Regions from separate parts of the Danio rerio genome. Here region 2 is linked to region 1. The links are chromatin contacts, called in public Hi-C maps. All regions are on one chromosome and are shown on one strand. The core of a region is the stretch at or near the end of the contact, and the rest is flanking DNA. Distances in the headings are between cores, read along the strand shown. Region 1 holds the start of nup205 (nucleoporin 205). Region 2 holds the start of si:ch211-1e14.1.

What was found. A called contact is a pair of places that touch in the nucleus more often than the background predicts.
Region 2: a Hi-C map of hematopoietic stem cells shows a contact between it and region 1, with 4 times the contacts expected there. The contact joins the promoter of si:ch211-1e14.1 here to the promoter of nup205 in region 1. A contact is called at or near these places in 3 of 18 Hi-C or Micro-C datasets (caudal fin, hematopoietic stem cells and an unstated tissue).

Annotation. Positions count from the first base shown.
Region 1 is chr18:13,628,978-13,631,793 of GRCz12tu, forward strand. It overlaps nup205 (nucleoporin 205), which reads right to left and starts at 1,467. Exons shown (of 41, transcript NM_001313687.1): 1 at 1,422-1,467. The coding sequence starts at 1,449.
Region 2 is chr18:13,814,524-13,817,339 of GRCz12tu, forward strand. It overlaps si:ch211-1e14.1, which reads right to left and starts at 1,386. Exons shown (of 21, transcript XM_073929903.1): 1 at 1,199-1,386.

The sequences.
Region 1 (2,816 bases), core at 217-2,716:
AGCATGAGGACATACAGCAACCAGCACCTAAAAATGCACCACAGGCCGCTATATGAGGAGTGTCTTGCTAAAAAAAATCAACTAAAAGTATTGGCTGTGACACTTAATCTAGTAGCTAGCAAAGTACAATTTCAGGTTGTTTGCTATTACTATTGCTATTATTTTTTTTAGTTCTTCATTTTAATTAACACAGAAGCTACAATACAGTTTATTAAGCTGAAGTTTGACTACAAAATTGAATTGCATATCAAATTGAAATCGCAATATCTGTCAGAAATAAAAAAATACAAATCGCAATTAGATATTTTCCCCAAATCGCACAGCCCTACTTCAGGCTAGTACTTTTGTCAATTTCACAAACTATCATGACCTATAAAGGTAAAAAAAAAAAAAAAAAAAAACTCAAGCTGTCAAATGTGCTTTTTTAAAGACAAAACAAAAAACTAAATGTTATAAGTATCTCAAAAGCAGAGCAACCAGTTGCCTCGACTTATAGGTAGAACTTACACAGTAGAATTGCAGAAGGTAAACAAAGACACATTATAAAACACAGACATTAACTTTCATTTCACTGACAATCATTAACAACATTCCTAAGGTACAAAACAAGGAAACAAATACATGAAAAATGTAAAATGGAAGACAAAATATTTAAATTGAGGTAAAGTTAAAGGTATATTCACACATTCAGATTTCTCCTCAATAATATAGTTTCGAGAAAGTATTTTTTGCAGATTATAAACATGAAATCATATTAGCAGTCATTGACTATCAAAGTACACCACATTTCACAGTCAAATAAATAGTGTTAATGTTGTTTAAAGTCAAACCTACATGTGATTTCAGACCCAATATTCAAAGTAACCACGTTAAAAACAATATAGGAAGCATGTCACAAGTTGCCACTGAACGAATATGTGCGCATATAAAATCAACTTGACCTCAATAATATGTAAACCACTAAACAACAGTATAAACATAACTCGTATATAGACATTAAAGTATCTTTAGACTTAAACCTAGACTTATCTTGTCCATGTATCATTTTTATTAGACGTAAAGGGCATATTCACGAGGCAATTTAACAGACATTGATGTTAGGAGACATTGATGTTTTAAATAACGTCAACTTATTTATTCTGGTCGCACAAAAGAACAAGTTTTACAAAGACTTTTACTTTAATAATACCTCGTTTAAGAAGAGCCCAGATAATAGTAAGCAATGTAACGTTAGTTGCGCATTTAGTTACACACTCTAAGCCTATTTTCTGGTGAAGGTAGCGATAAAGTGAATGGCTGACGAAGTACTTGTACTTTAAATGTATTAAAATACTTTGGTTTAACGTGCTAACACAAAAGTCAATGTTATATATCGTATAAAACATTAAATATGTAAGAATACGAAATGTATACATTAATACCTGAATTTACCGCCATCTGCGTCGCCATGTCTGAAGCGTGAGTGGGCTGCCCTGAATTCTGCCGGTGTGAAAACATAACTTTCGGTTTCTTTTGTGAAGAGATTTTATTTATTTACATTCGTATGCTCTTATTTATTGCCTTATTGCTTATTTATTTGTTTATTTTTATTTTTGACAACATTGGTTTGTTGTGTTTTTGCCATAAATACCACATGAGCGTAGGACCTATAGAAATAGAAGTTGGTAGAATCAGCATGCAGGTTGGTTCTTTGCTACAATAGCAAGCGGATACTGACACTACGAAAGTTGCTACTAATTTTACATATTCAGGGTGAATAATGTTTTATGTTTTATTTGTATAGATAGTTTTCTCAAATAAATTGATCGTCCTGACAGCTATTTACACATAAATCATTTGCTCAACGTAGGCAGCATTGTCACGTGGTGCATGTTATATTTCTCACCGTATTTAAGATCATACAAATCATAGTCATCTGTGATTACAGCGCCTTGCCATTTCAATAAATACGTTCATAAGGAAAATTGCTTTAAAATTTGCATTTGTTTAACGAATGTCGGTTTGGGTAAGCATTACAAACAAAAGGTTATATTATTAGCCAGCGTGTATCTTTGATTAGACAAAAAAACGCCCTTAGAACTTCACACGACTCAATGGACGGACCCGTTTTTGAGCCACCAAGCGAAATAGTTGACATTAAGTGAAATTGAGCGACTGATGCCTCACATACTGCCTGAAAATTATTAATATCCCATTTTTCTAGCACCAGAGGGTGGTACTGTCCTACAAACCCACCAACAAAGATCGAAATCAGGAATAATAATAAACACAATATCTCTTTTACAGAACTTCAAATGAGACTCTCAGTCAATTTTGCGAGGCAAAAACATACTGAACTTTTACTATAATAAAACCATGGGATATCAATTTTACTTTACTTTTTTTATTTTCTTACTAGACGCATAGATTGTTTTGCCCTTTATCGTAAGTATTTCAGCTTCAAGACATACTATTTTAAATACTAATTTCCTGGCCAATGGAACCAGAAAAAAAACGCAATGGTACTTTCCAAAGATAACACAAGTATCTACCTAAAAAGTAAGCGAGGGTTATGACATAATGATGAATTAATTTCCAATCAGATATCAGTATTATTTGGTATTTGGAGCATACAAATAATTTATTTTTTAAATTAAATCAAAATCATAAATACTTAAGTTCAATTATTTGGTTAAATCTAAAACAGCACAATTTATGTTTAAAGCTAGGAATAAACTACTTCCTAATTGCATAAAAAAGTTTTTTGAAGAAAGACAAGGGGGGAAATAATCTAAGAGAAAAACTAAATTTTAGTAGTTTGAAAACAAGGACAACTT
Region 2 (2,816 bases), core at 136-2,635, 190 kb after region 1:
CGCAATTACGTCATCGAGTTGTCTGTCACTCATTCCATCGTGACAAACATTTCTTATATAGGCACTCACAGGTGTTCATTACATTTTTGTGAATAAGTTTTACAAATTAAGGATATCTGATGTAAATTACGAGCAGTTTGTGTTGCATTAATGTTTTTATGCGAGTCTGAGTCATACAAACAATGAGTTCGAGAGTAACGGTCGGTTAAGTTTTCTTACGGGGGGAAATATGTGAGGTAAGATAAATAACAGTAAAGTGTTCACTTTTAACAAAATACAAAATTGAATTGAATCTGATAACATACACAAACAGGTAAAAGACTGACAGAATCCAGTGGTATAAACTACAATGTTTCTGACAAATACTTGCAGCTTTGAATCAAATTAGAGATACAAGATAAATTCACAACTTACATTAACATTCAATCTGATTAAATCAGTTTTTTTCGATGTGACTTAATCTAAATTTTCTGTTTTTAACAATTTTTCACATTTTACCACAAGTGTCTTTCCAAACATAATTCACTTACAGGGAAAGACGATTCTCGTTTCAATGACTCGAATGAATCATTTAGAATGGTTCCTTAAAAGATCCAGTTCAAAATAACGATTCATTGACGACTCGGACATCTCTACTGTGAAATATCACACGATCCGAGTCTCCCACAACAAGATCCAAACATTGTTTGCATAATGTGCTGATTTCAAACGGCAAAACTTACATGCTAACACCAACTGCATATTTTAGAATCAACTTAAAGGGTTTGTGAACACACTAGTGAGCGTTAAACCCCGGTAAAATGAGGGTTGCACGAGGATTATCGGGATTTCCCGTAACTGTTCCTGATGGTTATGAGATAAATAGTTGCTAGCCATACGATTTCACGAGGTTTTTATACGTTATTTGGTTAGCTGATAAAAATGAAAGGACGTACCTTAATATATCCGAAATGGTGCTGTATGGTAACGTTGTATATGTAACAAAGTCTTTTAGACTTTTAACGTTAACGTTATTGATTGTAATCAGCCACCGTCTACATAACGTTATATGTGGTTAATTGATATGGATTTCACTCATATTAACTCGTAGTTACAAACACATACGTGTAAGTTACTTTATCTTGCGGCCGAGTGTGGTTAAATTGAAAAAAAGATAGACTTTTAGCACATGCATTGGCTTGCAAAAGCAATTCCTTACCTTCAAAGCAGACAGTTACAGCGGTGTGAAGTCGATAGCGTTCAAATCCAGGTTTACATAATAATTAAATCTTCTGCTTTCCATGATTGCACGGCACAACGGGTGCTTTCTTTTTCAATAATGTCTGGATCCTGTCTGAGCATCACTCACTTTCTCAGATGCAACCAGTCTGTGCTCGGGATTGCACTAAATCCTCCCCTGACAGCAGGACTCGGAGTCTCTCGTATGGGCTGTACGGTCATTGGCTCCCCGCGCTGTCCTTCAGTAATCCGGGTTAGGTTGACACCTCCGCCGGCGTCTGTGGTGTCACGGCAACGCAGTTTGTTACCGGATCGTGTGTGGCTGCGTGTTGTTTTCCCCTGTGCTTGGTTAAAAATAGGCTGGGAAGTTTCCAGACTCTATATTTTTCCAAAGTGCGGAGATTTAGATGGTTACAAAATGATTTGATAGAAGTATTCAGTTGAGTTTGGTTATGTTGCAGCGACCTCTAGTGACTATCGAGGGCAACAACAGCAACAACAACTGGGCTCATGAAAAATGCATTTCATTTTTATTACAAAACATTTCTCAATATGCAGGGTCGAAAGACCCACCCCCACTGATACAGTCCAGAATTTGGCCTTTACATGGGCTGGTTTATCCTAATTTTGACTGCTATGCCATCACAAATTGTAAAAATTACAGATAGAAGAAGGCTTTAAGACAAATTTAATGTTTAATGATTCAAGTGGTCAAATTCTGAAAAAGGAAAGTTGAATGAAATGGGCAGGTTTTTAATTGCCTATAGGCTACACTTTTTAGTTTAAAACAAGTTTTACTAGATTCCTTTTTTTTTTCTTAAATGATGTATGATAATAAATTTGTATTTAAAAAGAAGTATTTTTTTTAGGGATGCTCCGATCAGGATTTTTGCAGCCGATAGCAAGTAACGATTTTTTGACTTGGTGATCAGCCGATACCGAGTACCGATTCTAATGCTTCAATCTTATAACTATAAAGCTTATAATTAATAATATAACACAAAAAAAGAGTAAGAAAAATTACAAACAACGTAATTTGGAAACATTGTAAATAATGAAGGAATAATTTCTCTAATAAGAAAACATTTTGAGCGCAGATTTGATGCAAAACTGCACACCTATAAATCCACTGCTTTTTTACTAAAAGGAAATAGGCTTATAAACTACTGTTCACTGCAATAATTATATTACGAGAAGTTATATTATTAACTATTTAACCCCCTGTGATCGGTATGATTGGAGAGTACCGATCGAGTCATTAAATGTGATTATCGGCTAATACCGATCTTTGGCCGATCGATCGGAGCATCCTTCTTTTTTTCATATTTCTTTATTATTATTTTTAAATGTAAAATGCTAACCTCATAACATTGTATCTAAAACTGTAATAATTTACAGTTTAAATGCAAATCTGTAAATAAATACTTTGTGATAAAATAGTATGGTAAGCGCATATTTCTACTACATCAAAAAGTGTGCTTATGATTACCATTCGACAAGCTGATCCAGCAAAAATTAGTGCCACTAAAATGCAGTATTTAAACCTTGCATGAGGTGAAGAACTGCAAAAAAGGTCCACTTTTTCAGAAACAAGAACA